Linked DNA regions of Sus scrofa: region 1 is linked to region 2. Evidence: chromatin contacts called from public HiChIP or PLAC-seq data. All regions are on one chromosome and are shown on one strand. The core of a region is the stretch at or near the end of the contact, and the rest is flanking DNA. Distances in the headings are between cores, read along the strand shown.

Evidence for each region. HiChIP or PLAC-seq counts read pairs in DNA pulled down with a chosen protein or histone mark.
Region 1: a contact with region 2 is called in an H3K27ac HiChIP or PLAC-seq map of skeletal muscle, with 8 times the contacts expected there. The contact joins two enhancer-like sites. A contact is called at or near these places in 2 of 47 Hi-C or Micro-C datasets (embryonic fibroblasts and fetal heart ventricle) and 1 of 2 datasets of contacts at active chromatin or transcription factors (skeletal muscle).

Annotation. Positions count from the first base shown.
Region 1 is chr12:10,883,917-10,887,770 of Sscrofa11.1, forward strand. No RefSeq gene overlaps it. Among named protein-coding and RNA genes, the nearest start is that of MAP2K6, 130 kb to the right of the region's middle. Within about 2 kb of position 2,290, at least 3 of the 83 cell types and tissues checked have an H3K27ac peak or open chromatin away from gene starts, as enhancers often do. A contact at or near this core is called in skeletal muscle, where this site is marked.
Region 2 is chr12:10,227,279-10,230,804 of Sscrofa11.1, forward strand. No RefSeq gene overlaps it. Among named protein-coding and RNA genes, the nearest start is that of KCNJ2, 130 kb to the right of the region's middle. Within about 2 kb of position 2,138, at least 4 of the 83 cell types and tissues checked have an H3K27ac peak or open chromatin away from gene starts, as enhancers often do. A contact at or near this core is called in skeletal muscle, where this site is marked.

The sequences.
Region 1 (3,854 bases), core at 1,040-3,539, 660 kb after region 2:
AATAATAAAGGCCAGAGAGGGTGTGGAGAAAAGGAAACCCTCCTGTGCTATTAGTGGAGCCGTAAATTGGTGCAGTCACTATGGAGAACAGTATGGATATTCCTTTAAAAACTAAAAATAGAGTTACTACAGGATCCCGCAGTCCCACTTCTGGGCAATTATCCAGAGAAAACTCTAATTCCAAAAGATACATGCAGAGTTCTCTGGTGGCTCAGTGGGTTAAGGATCCGGCGTTTTCATTGCTGTGGCTTGGATCACTCTTGTGGTGTGGATTCAGTCTCTAACCCAGGAGCTTCCATGTGCTGCAGGCATGGCCAAAAAAAAAGGATACATGCACCCCAGTGTTCATAGCATTACTGTTTACAATAGCCAAGACATTGAAGCAACCTAAGTGTCCATCGACAGATGAATGGATCAAGAAAGTGTGGTAGATGTATTCAGTGGAGTATTATTCAGCCATAAAAAGGAATGCAGTAATGTCACTTGCAGCAACACAGACAGACTTGGAGATTATCGTACTAAATGAAGTAAGTCAGACAGAAAAAGGCAAATATCAGATGATATAGCTTATATGTAGAATCTAAAAAAAAATGATAACAAAAATGAAATTATTTACAAAACAGAAATAGACTCACAGACCTACAAAACAAACTTAAGGTAATCCAAGGGGGAAGAGGAAGTAAGGGATAAATTAGGAGTTTGGGATTAACATATACACACTACTATATATAAAACAGATTAACAACAAGGACCTACTGTATAGCAGAGGGAGCTGTATTCAGTATCTTATAACCTATAATGAAAAAGAATCTGAAAAAGAAAATATATATATCTGAATCACTTTGCTATACACCTAAAACTAATATATAGTAAATCAATTGTACTTCAACTTTTTTTTGAAAAAGTATATATGTTTTTTAAGGTCTCAATTCAAATGGAATGCTTTCTCAAGTATTTGATAAATAGCAAAGAAATTTTTGTTTCAAGTTATTTTTACATCTTCAGTATTTAGAGCATATTCCAGCCATCAATAATATTTTGTTACATGGAGCCTAATCGTTGTTAAAAAGAAAAATCAGCAAGTATATGGAGGCTCCCTTTATTCTGCGTATATTTTTTCAATCTTACTGAATACCTTGAAAATTTCTTTCAGTATACATTGGATTTGCCATTTCAGAAGTGGTTATGTCACTGTTTTAATCTCATAAAGCAGAGTTTGCGGAAATAAAAATGTTGGTTTTCTCTCTGAGATGAGGAGGTGAACAAAGGTTTTAATCTGACATGCAAACTGAAAAATAGGAACATCTGTTTGTGATGTTGAGATCTGGCTTCAGTGTGTATTCCTTCATGTTCAGCCAACACAGGCCAGGTATTATTATGATGCACTGGGCTAGATGGTCTAAAATACCTTCCTACTTATCTTTACTTTATATGCATTTTTGTTCAGTTGTATTTGTAGAAAAAGGATGTGTTTGGAGGATGACATAAGAGCAACTTATTGAGTGATAATAGTGTGGCAGACCCTGAACTAAGTGCCCAAGAGGCTGTATTTCATTTAATTCTCACAAGCACTCTCTAAAGTAGGTTCTCTTACTATTTCCATTTTAAGAAGGAGTAAACTGAAGGACAGAGGGTTGAAGACATGTGTCCAAGGTCACACAGCTAGGAAGTGATGGAGCCAGGATTTTAAACAGCCGATATGGCTCTAGCCTGGAGCCATCCTCCTTGTTTCCATACCGACTCAAGCTCCATCTCTTGCTTAGTTGCTTCACAACTTCTTTCACTATTTTAAAATAATTCTTCGCCCATTTTTATTAGCATTATCAAGTCATAGTTCAACTCAGCTTATCCTGCAAAAGTGTGTCATGAATCATAGATTATTTTTTGCACATAATCATTTTCAGATAAGCTGCAGTAAGACTCACCGGCTCCTTAATTTTCCAGAAATTGCTCACTTGCATGCACAGGATTCATGTTCTTTGCTCTTGGCAAGCAGACATTGCCACTTGCCCTAAGTCTTGAAACTGACCTAGTCTCCTCTTAATAGTTTAGGGAATCAGCAGCTTTGGCGATGCAGTATTTTTGTGGATTCCAACAAAGGAGTCAAGGAGAAGATAACCTCTCCAAAGATCACTATCTAACTAGCGAGACCAATTTATCCACTTGATGGTGAAAGTTGTGAATTGTTCAAAAGTTTTCTAAAGCACGCAATGTCACTGGCTTGACTCTCCTGACTGCCAAATTGGAGGAGGCAAGAGAGATGGCATGTTCTCGATAAACAGTTCTGCAGCTGTTGAAAAGGTCAAGTGGTTTAGCAAGTTCTTGCCTAAGGACAGCCCTTTGCCTCCCAGTCCACAGGCTTGCTTTAGAATGTAGGAAAGTGAACCGCCCTGAGCTCAGCTAACTACTCAGGCAAGTAGCATTAATGCGGAGTCTGCCTCCCTTGGGACACGGAGAGCTACCCCTTGCCAAGGAAGTTCCTGACTACACTGTTAGTGCAAGGAAACCCAAGGTGAGGTGCATTCAGGCCCAAATAAGCCCAGGAGTCTGGTCAGAGACTGGGAGTTTGGAAGCAGAATTATTTAGGTTCGGGCTCTAAACTTCATGATCACCAACCACCTCCTTCACTGTGAAGCCTGTGCAGTGCTGTGTATCCCTAAAGCAGCTCTCCATTTGGAATCCATAAAATGCATTTATTTGTTGGAGTTCCTGCTGTGACATAGTGGGTTAGAGATCTGGCATTGTCTCTGTGAGGGTGAGGGTTCAATCCCCAGCCCGGCTCAGTGGGTTTAAAATCTGGTATTGCCACAGCTATGGCGTAGGTCACAGCTGCAGCTTGGATCTGATCCCTGGCCTGGGAACTTCCATATGCAGCAGGTGTGGGTGAAAAAGGGAAAAAAAAAAAAAAAAACCATGGCACACACACGTTTGTTAATAACTGGTGTAAAGTTATTCGAGCCTAAGGGTTATTTTTTCCCTTTAAAATACTTCTTCTCAATAATCCTGTAATGAAAAAAAAAGGAACCTGCATTTATCCAAACATCATTAAATATACTTTAACATATATATTCTTCCAGCCAATATAGAAATTCTACTTTTTAAATCTGATTATCACTTCCTAAGGCATCATTTGTCTGTAACATGGGGCAAATGTCAAAAGAATTACAGGAGCATTTGAGGTCTGATCATTGAAACTTCAGAATTGGATGTGATGGGTAGACCACGACCACTCTTCCTTCTCCAACTACCTTGTGAATATAAATCACCTGGGGATCCTGCGATTCACATTCACGCCCTGCTCTGCATTGTCAGCAAGCTCCTGGGAGATGGCACTGATGCTATGGCATTGAAGGGCAAGGCCACAGAAGGCAAATTCTAGGATAGTGCAGAGCTTCTCAAAACCAGCATGGCTATATCACATCTGATAAGGGATTCCAGAGCTAATGCCCACTGGATGCACAATGATTCATTTTGTTTATAAAATTCTAGTTCTAGCTTCGTTGAGACTTAATGTGGTCTCCTTAAAAGGTTGGGTACCCACCAGACCAACTGGAAATTCTGCCCTTGTCTGTTCTGCATAATACCATAACTGCAAAAAAAAAAAAATTTAATGTAGTCTTGCTTCTTATTCTTGATCCCTGTTCCTACGATTTGTACTTTTTCTTTAAACAGTTTGTGCACATATCTTCCTTTGTGGATATTGGTGAAACACGTATCTTATACTCCAACCCATTCAAGAAATATACCTTCAGGATCTTTAGGACACCATTGTATGGGCAGGCCCTGGCACCACCAATTTCACAATAATGGAAGGAGAGAACTGTGTTGAAACAAATGAAATCTTTGTTGACATT
Region 2 (3,526 bases), core at 888-3,387:
TCAAGTACCATCCCTAAGAGGTGTTACAATTTGGTACCATAGGCACTCACTCAGACTGTAAAGTCATTTAGCTCCGTATCTCGTATTCCTCACTGTGCACATTTTTTGGTAAGACCTTCAACCCACCACCACACATCTTGCCCCTTCTGTCTTCCAAGAGACTGGCATTTACCCACTTGGAACTCTGCCAAATTCTTTTTAGTCCTCTTGGGGAAAATATAAAGGGAGAAACTCAAGTCTACAGGGAGCAGGAAAAGAATTCAGTAGCTGTGATCAGAGATGGCATATCTTTGGATAAATCATCATACTGACAATGTCATGATTCCTTTCCTTTATGCTGTGGTTATTATTTGTATTACATCTACATACATTATCAACTCCAAAAGGCAATGTTACAATCTTGAAATGTTACAAATGATCATGTAACACTGTTCTAATGTTACTAAAACCACATTTAGGTTTTGCAAGGTTATACTACAGAAACTGTGCTGAGTGATTCATACACACCTCACTTCTACATCTCAGTAATTGTACAAGATAAGAAATGGAACAGAAGCCAGTACAGAAAGGCAGAGTCACTTGCTCAAAATCCCACTGTAGCCAGATGACAGCTGCGATTTCAGCTCAGAGTGCATCCAAAAGAAGTCTTTAGCCACTGCTATACTGCTTGCTGCTAATTGCTTGGAATTACTCAGAATTTCTCCCAAAGCTGAACGGTCCTCCTCTCTGTTGGTACAATTTGGCAAGGGGGCAGCTGGTTAAGGAGATGATTAGTGTGGTTCGTCTAATAATTAAATTGTGGGCTTTGCAGGCTAAGCAGTAATCTGCGGTATGAAGCAGGGTTTTTTGAAAGTGTGTGTGAACTGTGGTTCTCGTTTGCCTGGCCTGGTAAAAGACACACAGGGCAAAGACAGCATCTTCATTATAGGAATAAACCACTGTTAACTACCAAGAAAATACTGTTGAAATGATGTTTGCCCAAGGAATGCATGCCCAATAGAAAATGAACTGACGGACTTGTGTAATTGTTGATTGCAGGAGGTATAATTAATCCATTTCATTTAGGGTAGGAGGAAAAAACACCTTTGCTCTTAGTTAAGATATGGACGTAATCATTACGTTGAAAAGAACTCCACCTTTAGGCCACTGGTGTTGGGGACGTCATTCTTCTAATCTTCGGAGAAGTCAATTTTATCCAGTCATCATGTTGCAGAACAGCTGCTTGCATTGCTGAGAGCTTTCTTCATGGCAGGTGTTGTGCTAAATGCTTTACCTGCATTACCTTGTTTTAACCTCACGACAAACCTGTTGGGCGCATTTTACAGACTGGGAAATGGAAGAGCTTATTAAGTGATGTGTCCAACTTTACATTCCTAATAAGTGGCAGGGCCAGATTTGGATTCCAGACCACATAATGGCTATGCATCTGTGCATGATGAGTGTGCCATGATGCCTCCACTTGCATTATAGAGGAAAAGATGTTGACTGGGAGTCCAAGGATCTAGGCTTTGGTCTCAAAGCCACCCACAATTGGTCATCTGCCACCCACTATCCAGGAAATGCCATCCTCATTACTCATCTCCCACATCAATATGCAGACAACAACTGCCCTGCCTGGCTTCTCTCACAGTTTGCTTCCATTGAATGCAAAAAGTTTCCTACGTGAAGGGGCTGATTAATAATGACAGTTCAACTCTCAAAAATATTTTTCAATTTATACCCAATTAATTTTTTGGTCTCCCAGCATGATCAGACTGGAATTGCATTTTATGGAAACTAGTTGATAAAGATGTGTGGGGAAGAATATTCCGGAAAAGAATACTGTGAGCAAAGGTACAGAAGAATGTTGAAGCCCCTCCCCAAGAATATCAAATAAGGAGAGAGTTCAGTGAGTACCTTTGATAAATGTCAAGCAAAGCTATTTAGATTTATCCTGAAAGCAAAGTGAAAACACCAAAGCTTTCTGCTGTTGTTGTTTGTGTTTTTTGTTTTTTTCTGAGTGTGTTGCTCCATGTGATTGCCTAGTGTTGGGTAGTGATTCCTAAAGTAAGAGGGAGAAAAAGTCAAGTCAGACGGACCAATAATCAGACTGCTACACCAGTTGAGGACTGAAGGGATACACTGGAGTCACGGCAATGAAAGCAATTGGACAGGTGTAAGGGAGAGTACCAGGGCTCTCCGAAGAGTCCCGGGTCTGAGCAGACATGTAAGACAGAAAGGAAAAAGCAAAGATGACTTGAGGATTTTGACCCCGAGTGCCAGGGAGAAAGAGGCTAAATGGGGAAATCCAGAGTAGAAGTCTCTGTAAGGAGGAAAGACGGTGGGAAACGATTACGGAGATGGCAAACAAGCAGTGGAACATGGACAACCAGAGCAGTGAGGAGCACTTAGGTCCCCAAGGAAAAAAACATTGAGGTTTTGGCACCCTTGACAGCGAAGCCATGAGAACAGCTGAGCTGCCAAGCCAGCCAAAGGAGTAATAGGGCAAGGCGCGTAGCTCGGTGCATCTCTGTATTCGGGGGACTGTAGAAAGAATAATCAACAGGAGGCAAAAATGAGTCTTCATGAAAAAGATTAAAATTATGTACTGGCGCATACAGGCACATACACATGTATACACCTATACACACAGGTGTCTGTGTCTGTGTGTGTGTGTATAACCAAATTCCAGAGTGAGGAATTTGGAGAGAAGTATCAAGTATCAACTGGACTCTTGTACTCTTGCTAATAGCATCTGGTTTTTCTTGACCTCTTAAAGGGCTACTTCCCATGAGTATATAGACCCTTAGAAAAGTCTTCCATGCCCAAATGCATTTGTTTCTCCCGGCGAATTGTTTTCCTTTATGCCTATTTTGGCATCGTTCATTACATAATCTCCCTCATCATCATCTCATTTTGCTTCCAGAAACATATTCTCAAGTGCCTGGCTACGTAATAAATACTCTCTATGGATGCTACCCAACTCTTGGTTACATGCAGAATTGCTGAGCTGTAATGTGCTACCCACTAATATTTCTAATGCCTCTTGGAATCATACCAGCATTAACCATTTATAAAATACCAACTGCTACTCAGTATGTAGAAATGTGATTGCATCTCACTGCTTGCCAAAACAACAGGCCTTTCTGAGATCATTTTGCTTTTTCTGGTTTCCGGGAGAATACAATATTGGGATCCATGGTCCCTTGCCAAGTGCAAGCTAGCGGTAGTTGTTTTTTTCCTAAATGATTTTATTATATTGAGGATTTGCCTTGGAACAGAATGTTCCACAGACACTAATATGCAAATAGTTTTTTGCCTTTTTTTTTTTAGATAGGGTGACCCTTTCCCCATTCTACCTCCCCAAGCTTACTAACTTAATAAGGGAATTTAAAATGTCATTAATACGTCCAACGGTGGATCTGCTTTGCATTGGGAAGATGCAACATGATGGAGCACTAGGTCAAAGACGTTTTTAAAAATTTAAACTGATGCCACAGGTAGATAATGTCCTGGTAAACCATGGCCTTCCACTGGTCACAGAAAA